Regions from separate parts of the Macaca mulatta genome. Here region 1 is linked to region 2. A link is a contact called in public Hi-C data. All regions are on one chromosome and are shown on one strand. The core of a region is the stretch at or near the end of the contact, and the rest is flanking DNA. Distances in the headings are between cores, read along the strand shown.

What was found. Hi-C and Micro-C count contacts between places; a contact is called where the count stands out from the background.
Region 1: a Hi-C map of liver shows a contact between it and region 2, with 3 times the contacts expected there. The contact joins the promoter of GLYCTK here to the promoter of TWF2 in region 2. A contact is called at or near these places in 4 of 14 Hi-C or Micro-C datasets (CD4 T cells, blood, cortical neurons and 1 more).

The regions. Positions count from the first base shown.
Region 1 is chr2:115,823,637-115,828,128 of T2T-MMU8v2.0, reverse strand. GLYCTK (glycerate kinase) reads right to left here and starts at 1,790. Exons shown (of 5, transcript XM_077992976.1): 1 at 1,508-1,790.
Region 2 is chr2:115,767,292-115,771,599 of T2T-MMU8v2.0, reverse strand. It overlaps TWF2 (twinfilin actin binding protein 2), which reads left to right and starts at 2,470. Exons shown (of 9, transcript NM_001433503.1): 1 at 2,470-2,666. The coding sequence starts at 2,642. It overlaps LOC114676359 (a long non-coding RNA gene), which reads right to left and starts at 2,472. Exons shown (of 2, transcript XR_013414000.1): 1 at 2,230-2,472; 2 at 353-1,273.

The sequences.
Region 1 (4,492 bases), core at 541-3,040, 57 kb before region 2:
GCTCATGGTGGAACCTTAGGAAAGTCCCCAGGCACCATGTGAGGCCATGTGCCATGAAGCCCAATTGCAGGACAGAAAAGGATGCCCTTCTACCCACATAGCTGGCCAGACCCAACCCTGCCAAGAACACCCCTTCTAGTTCCAAGATAACAAAAACAAGTCCTAGATCACACCACCCACAGTGGTGAGAGCCCAAGAGCTGAAGTAGGCAAAGGCCAGGCTCCCATAACTGAGCCCAGATAGCCATTTTCCCCACTGGGCAGAGTAAAAGCTAAAGAAGCCTTGGGGTGAAGGTCAGGAAGCTGTAGAGGGGTATAGGAACAACAAAGACCCAAAGAGCTCATCTGTACTACATATGTACTATTGCATCTACTTTAATAAATGCCTACCATAAATGCTGCAAGCTGACTTCATCAGCAAGTATGGACTGAGCGGGGTAAGGAGGCTGGGAATTGAGCTTCCAGCTGTATCTACTACAGGTTTTCTGAGTGGCTGGGACACATCCATTTCTCTCACTGGGCCTCATCCACAAAATGAGACACAAGGTGAGATTAACACTACACTCTCCCCTTAACACCCTCAGGCTCTCTGATACTGTCCACTGCAACACAGATCTCAAATACCGGTTTATCCCACACCCAAATGTGGTGGTTACTTCTAGACTCTGACCATTTTGTCTGCCTAGTCTCAGCTCTCCCGTAAGAGAAGACAGCCATGCTTGACTTCTGTTGTGAAACGGAACACAGAGGGCATCGTCATGGGGATTCCGAAAATGGGTCCAGTTATGGCCAGGGGGACCCCTGGAGCTTGCCCATTAGGCTTGGAGCTAAAAGCATCTTAGCAACTAAGACAGCCGGTCTTTATAGGGTGAAATCTGTATTTATTTCCCAGATGGACAAGAGCCTAGAAGATCCCAGTCTTGCCACTGGGTATGAGCAGAGGACAGGGGACGCTCAATGCCAAGGCTGCCAGAGAAAATACAGGACGTCCTGTTAAATTTGAATTTCAGAAAAACAAGTAATTTTTAAAGTATAAATATGTGCATACAATGTTTAGGACTTAACAATTATTCATCGTTTATCTTAACTCAAATTTAACTGGACACGGCCGGGCGCAGTGGCTCAGGCCTGTAATCCCAGCACTCTGGAAGGCTGAGGCGGGCGCATCACCTAAGGTGTGGAATTACAGACCAGCCTGACCAGCATGGTAAAACCCCGTCTCTACTAAAGATACAAAAATTAGCCAGGTGTGGTGGGCGCCTGTAATCCAGCTACTCAGGAGACTGAGGCACGCGAATCATTTGAACCGGGGAGGCGGAGGTTGCAGTGAGCCGAGATCGCGCCACTGCACTCCAGCCTGGGTGACAGAGTGAGACTCTGTCTCAAAAAAAAAAAATTAACTGGACTCTCTGCATTTTTATTTGCTAAGTCCTCCAATTCTATACAAGACATAGTCTCTCCAAAACTCCGGAGGGATCCAAAGCAAAACACGGAAACAGGAAGACTACCGGCCTTGACTCCTCCCCGCTATTAAAGGGGGCTGGCACCATTTCCGGTTTCCCGCAGTCAGCAGGGGGCTGGAAGTGACGTCATCCTCAGGTAGGGCCTTCGCGAGGCAAACCGCTGCCGCGTAATGCCAGGTGATACGAGAAAGAAGGGCCTGCTGCCACCAAGACCCTTCGTCGCCCAGCCCAGGGATTGCTTCTGAAGGTCATGCGCGCCCTGCAGGCGCAGACTTACCAGCCCACAGCTCCGGGCCACGGCGCCCAGCACTGGAGACCGGAAGTACTCGCGGGTGGGCGGAGCGGAATCCGGAAGTGTGGGTGGGTGGATCCGCGCTGGCGGCTGCGAGCTCTAGCTGAAGCTGGGGTCTGGAAGGGAGAGTTTAGGATATTGACTCCTTGCTGGCCACCAACAGACCTGGAAGGAGTCACCTTAAGTCCTCATTTTCTTAATCTCTACATTGAGGGTAATAATCCCCGCCTCACTGATTGCAGATTTTTTTTTCGAGACGGGGGTCTCACTCTGTCGCCCAGACTGGAGTGCAGAGGCGCGGTCTCGGCCCAGTGCAACCTCCGCCTCCCGGATTCAAGCGATTCTCATGCCTCAGCCTCCTGAATAGCTGGGATTACAGGCATGTGCCACCACGCCGGGCTAATTTTTGTATTTTTTAGTAGAGACCAGCTTTCGCCATGTTGGCCTCTCTGGTCTCGAACGCCTAACCTCAATCGATCCACCCACCTCAGCCTCCCAAAGTGATGGGATTACACACTTGAGCCGCCGCGCCTGGCCTCTCCCTTCCTTTATCTTGTACGATCAGTCAGCAGATACACCCTGAGGACTGGGCTGAGCAAACGAACTGAGAATCACTACTTACCCACAACTAACCCCTTCTGGAGCCAGATTAAGTAATTCTCGCTCCTCTCCATGGTTTTTATTCCACAACTTATTAGTGTTCTCCCCTCTCCCACCATGGGCCACCAAATACAGCTCTGACCTAGCGAGAGTTCCATTCCGCTATCCTCAAGCACATAAGCTGCATGTAAAAGCGAATGACTCAGGACCTTCCTCACTGTCCCTGCTCTCATGCTGGGCCCACCCTGAGCTGGCTGGATGCCTTCCCACATTCATAAGATGAGTCCTCATCAGACTCCAAGAACACGAAACAGTTCACTGTTTTTACTGATGTTTTCTTATGGAGATAGAGGAGAGAGTTGCATCACAAATCACATACTTGATTTCCTAACGATTTTATTGAAACATGTTTCTTGGCAGGGCCCAGTGTTTCACGCCTGTAATACCAACACTTGGGGGGGCCAAGGTGGGCGGATCGCTTGAGCCTAGAAATCCGAGACCAGCCTGAGAACATGGCAAAACTCTTATCTCTACAAAAAAAAAAAAAGAGCCGGGTGTGGTGGCATGCTCTTGTAGTCCCAGCTACTCGGGAGGCTGAGGTGGGAGGATCTCCTGAGCATGGGAGGTAGAGGCTACAGTGAACCTTGATCATGCCACTGCACTCCAGCCTGGTCCCATGTCTCAAAACCAACCAACCAACAAAAACACATTTCTTTCTCCTATTTTTGAGGTGGTGTCTTGCTCTGTCACCCAGGCTGGAGTGCAATGGCACAATCTTGGCTCACTGTCACTATACTCCAGCCTGGGCACAATCTCGCTCACTGCAACCTCCGTCTCCCAGATTCAAGCGATTCTCCTGCCTCAGCCTCCCAAATAGCTGGGACTACAGGCACCCACCACCACGCCCAGCTAATTTTTGTATTTTCAGTAGAGATGGGGGTTTCACCATGTTGGCCAGGCTGGTCTCGAACTCCTGACCTTGTGATCCACCCACCTTGGCCTCCCAAAGTGCTAGGATTACAGGTGTATAAACAATTACAGGCGCCCGGCCAATATAAACAATCTTCACCTTTCCCCACGCTGGGGAACACTAATTGCCACTGCTTGGTGTCTGTGTTTCCCTGATGGCTGCCCTCACACTTTATGCTTGAATAAATTCTTTTAACTGGATCTCGAACCTTTTGATGATTTTTAGGTTGACATTAGAAATGTGTTTTTGGGCCAGGCGCAGTGGCTCATCCCTGCAATCTCAGTACTTTGGGAGGTTGAGGCAGCTGGGATCATTTGAGGTCAGGAGTTGGAGACCAGTCTGACCAATATGGTGAAACCCCATCTCTACTAAAAATACAAAAATTAGCTGGGCATGGGCCAGGCGCAGTGGCTCACACCTGTAATCCTAGCACTCTGGGAGGCTAAGGCGGGTGGATCACCTGAAGTCAGGAGTTCAAGACCAGCCTGGTCAGCATAGCGAAACTCCGTCTCTACTAAAAATACAAAAATTAGCCAGGCATGGTGGTATGCGCCTGTAATTCCAGCTACTGGGGGCGCTGAGGCTGGGAGGCTGAGGCAGGAGGATCGCTTGAACCTGGGAGGGTGCAGTGAACCGAGATTGCGCCACTGCACTCCAGCCTGGGTGACTCCGTCTCCAAAAAAAAAAAAAAAGATTGTTTATATAGGCAAAAACGGGTGCTGACCGGAATTACATTTTCCAAAAAAAGCTAACATAAATACAAGATTTGATTGGCTACCATTTATTATACTCGAAGGAGTTTGCTTAACATTCTATTGTAAAGAGACAACAATCACAAGGGTCTCTATCTCCCACATCATCTAGTCTAAGTTTGAATGAAGAATAGGGAGCCTGGTTAATGTATAACATTTCAATATAAAGGTCAGGAAGCAGCAGTCATGGATCAGAGAAGAAAAAAAAAGCAATGCCTGCTCAGTTTCCAGGGTTTAACTTTTCTCCTTCACATTATAAATTGAGAATGTCCTGAAATTTTCTTTTCTTTTCACACCCCCTACCTGCTCCCTTTGGCAGTTGCTACATCTCTCTGTAGGTCTCCAAACCATGCTGTGCTCTTGTCATGAACCTTTACCCTCCTCTGGCCCCCACTTGAGATCTCTCCCTGGATTTT
Region 2 (4,308 bases), core at 1,221-3,720:
CATGCCTGGCTAATTTAAAAATAATTTTTTTTGGTAGAGATGGAGTCTCACCATATTGTTGTCCAGGCTGGTCTCAAACTCCTAGGCCCAAGAGATCCTCCCACCCTGGCCTCCCAAAGTGTTGGGATTACAGGCATAAGCCACTGCACCTGGCCCCCAACTTCTCGAATAAAGGAAACTATGATTCTTGGGCACACTCACTACCATGTGACATTGATCAAATCACTTCACCTCTCCAAACCTCAGAGTCTTTATCTCTAAGACGGAAACAGTAACACCTACCTCAGGGGCTGTCATGAGGATTAAATAAATGTGCCCAGCAGGTAGTAAGTGTACAAAACAAAGCCTCTAATGGTTCATTAATACATTTACTTATTTTGCAATTATTGGCCACCTGCCAATGCTGGGCACTGTTCTAGGCACAGGGGATACAGCAAGGGCAAACACCTAACACTGGTGGAGGGAAGACAATAAACAAATACGTAAAGGTATGTGCCAGGTAGTGATAAAAGCAAAGAATGACCCATGGAGAGGGTCAGCTGGGTAGACCACACAGTACCCTACCTTGTCACAGTTTATCCAGTGAGGGACACTTTTACAGGGCACATGACCTTAATCTTTTTCATTAATCTTGGTTAATTCGTTTCCAGGAGGTCAAGTCTCTTGTGGTTCTGTGGAATCACCAACTGCTCCTGTGGATGTGGCTTGGTCTGAGCTGATGTAACAAGTAGCTCTGTGTTGCTGGCACTATTTGGCTGGAGCAGGGTTCAGTGTGGGAGGCCTTGCCTGTGAACTGTTCCAGATGGCAAGCTGCAGGGTTGCATAGCACTCCATTTTCCACTGTGAGTGCTTGAGGGGACAGTGATTAGCTGATGACACAGGCCCAGTCCTCAGGGTGAGCACAGGAAGATGAATAAGAAAACCCTTCAATTCTGTGTATGCTGGGTTCTCTGGGGATGAGAAACTCAGGGGTTGGGGGGCACAGAGGAGGCCTCAATGCAGGCTAGTGAGCGTGGGGAGCAAGATAGTAAACGGAGCTGAAGCTGGGGCCAGATGCCAGGTAGGCCACACACTTCATCATCACATCTCTTAGCAATCCCAGCCCAAAAAGCTGGCCTCCTTTCCAATCTTCCCAGCCAAAGTCCCTGGACAAGCTGATTGGACCAACCAGAGTCAGATGCTCATCCCTGACTCATCACAGTGGCCTGGAAGATGCCACATGTTGACTGGATGGTAGCAGCAGGCAGGTACTGGTATCAGTAAGGCAAGGCTGCTGGATATAGACACAGGTCATTAGGACATGGAAAGTTCCTCAGATTCACCAGGCTCTGGCCCTCTTTCAACCTCTGGGCCTTTGCACATGCAGTGCTCTCTTCTCAGAAAGCCTTTCTGGCTGGGACTAGCGGCTCACACCTGTAATCCCAGCACTTTAGGAGGCCATAGGCAGGAGGATTGGTTGAGCCCAGGAGCTCCAGAGCAGCCTGGACCACATAGGGTGACCCTCTTTTTTAATAATAATAATAATAATAAATATATATATATATATATATATATATATATATATATATATATATATATTTTTTTTTTTAAAGAAAACCTTTCCACCGGGCGCGGTGGCTCACACCTGTAATCCCAACCCTTTGGGAGGCCGAGGCGGGCAGATCACCTGTAGTCAGGAGTTCGAGATCGGCCTGACCAACATGGAGAAACCCCGTCTCTACTAAAACTACAAAATTAGCCAGGCATGGAGGCGCATGCCTGTAATCCTAGCCACTCGGGAGGCTGAGGCAGGAGAATCTCTTGAACCCGGGAGGCGGAGGATGCAGTGAGCCGAGATCGCGCCATTGCACCCCAGCCTGGGCAACAAGAGCAAAACTCCGTCTCAGAAAAAAAGAAAGAAAGAAAACTTTTCCCTCCACTCTGCTGGGCTGTTTCATTCTCCCCTCTAGGTTTCCAATCTTCGCCTTCTCCTGGCAGCCCCTCACATTGTCTCGACGGGCTCTTACCACCATCTAGCGGGTGAGGCGGGCCTGGGCTCTCCACCGTGAGGGCAAAGCCTAGCGGCCATGACCACACCGAGGTACCCAGGACCCCACGGGAGGCGCTCAAGAAACGGCCCCTGGGGAAGAGCTGGCACACGCACGCATGTGCGCACGCCCATCCACAAGCAGACCCCTTCCTGGGTGCAAACCCGGGTACGCTGCGACCCCCTCCTATTCGGAAACCCACCTGGCTTGGGGGGGCACAGGTCGGGCGCGCGCGCACGATCCGCCCCACCCACAGACCACCGTGATCAGGACGCACACACACGCGCGTCCTCCCACGCACGCTCCGTCACACGCAGGCCCCCTCTCCTGCCACAGAGGAACGCGCTGGCGTGCGCACGGCGGATCAATCAGCCTTAGACCCACCCGGACCGACGCGCAGGCTGCGCGCACGCGCGGCTCCGAGTCCCCGCCTCCCGGCCGCGCCTGTCGGGGGCGGGGCGCCGCTGGGGGCGGGTCCTGCGGCACCGCCCGGGAAGCTGCGCGAGGCTCGACAGCCTCCGCCACATCCTTCTCCTTTCTTGGTCCAGCGAGCGGAGGCGGGCCAGGGTCAAGTGGAGGGCTCCGACGGCGCGGACGGAGCGAAGCGCCGAGCCATGGCGCACCAGACGGGCATCCACGGTGAGGGCGGATGGCGGGCGGGCAGGGGGCCTGGGTCTCGGCTCTCGGAAGCGCCCCCTCCCCGGCTCTCGGCCCCTCCCTCCACCCCGCACCAGCCGGGAGAAGCTTCCTGTTCTCTTTTGCAGCCGTGGATCGCCTAGGGTGGGCACATCTGGGGGAGTACGGACGTGGTGTGCATAGCTGGGAGTGGGTGTACATGTACGTACACAGCTGGGGTGGAAGTATCTGTGTGCCTACCTGGAGATGAATGTGGCTGTGTGTGCCCATCTGTATATTTTTGTTCCTTTCCTGTAGTGGGTGTACACGCATGTGTACCCGTCTTCCGTGTACAGTCCTACGTGTGCACCTCTCGATGTGACTCCCTTGTGCACATCTAAGGGTCATTCATGCACTGGCACTTGTGGCTGAATGGACACTGTAGGTCCCATAGGACCCTCTTTAGACATCAGTGTTTCATGGCAGTGTGCACATGTATGTGGGTGTCTGTGTGTGTGCATAGTTGGAGCGCATCTCAGTGTGCATTTGTTGCCAAGGATGCATATACCGCATGTGTCTGTATCACTTGAATGGGTTTGTGTATGTGTGAGGGGACCCTGACCTTTGCTCCTCCCAGGACACTCACTCTCCCCAGGCTGGGGAAAACCCAGAACAGAGACTGCTAAGTGGGATGGAGAAAGCTGCCTATCTGACCTTGACCTCTGACCTCCCTCCCATTTTCCGTTGTGACTTTCTGAGCCTGTCTCAGTCTGGTTGGAAGATCCCAGCTCCAGACTGCAGACAGGGAAGAGGTCCAGATATGGGGTTTGTGGAGGAGAGTCCTGGCCCTAAATAATCCAGGCCAGCTCTCACCCCCGCCCCCCCCCATCCCTAGGAAGCTTCACCATCCCCTAGCATCACACACCCCCTCCCCCAGGGGTCCCAGTTTCCTTCTTGGACGGGCTGTGAGAGAAGCAATGGCCAGGAGCCAGGTGCCCTGACTCTACCTGGGGCTCAGTGTCCTCATCTGTCACTGACCTGGGAGGGCTGCCTGGCCTGTGGGGAAGGCCCAGGCTGTTTGCCCAGACAGCCTGGCTGGTTTGGCCATCAGCCACCCCTCCCACCGCACTAGGATCACCTGCTTGGGGCTGCCACCATCGACCTGCCTGACCACCTGAATCCTGGTGCGGTTGTGGCCACTTGGTGGCTGGGCTGCCCTGAAAAGGTTTCCCTGGCCCTGCGAAGGCAGGGGCCTGGGTCAGGGCCAGGCCTCCCAGATGGGCCAGCCTTTCTCCAGGAGGAGCTGGCAGGCGGGCTTCATGACTCAGCCCCACAGGAGGGAACTGCCTCGTGGCCAGCTTCTTCCTTCCCCTTTGTCTGGTCATAGCTGCTGCCTCCCGGCCTCCAGCCCTGGTGGAGGAGATCCCAGGAAGTTAGCCACCCCATACCCCTTCTCTGCTGCCTCACTCCCTCATTACCCATAGTGAGACAGGCCCACTGAGGGGGTCACTGGGGACCGGGCTGCCCCCAGTCCTCCTTCCACCTGTGAGCAGCCCACTCCTTCCCATTTCTGGCTGGGGGAGTTGGCAGGAGAGATCACCCTGGAGGACCAAGTGCCAGCCCTGTCCTGACCATAGGTGTGGATCTGCTGACCTCAGAGCAGGGC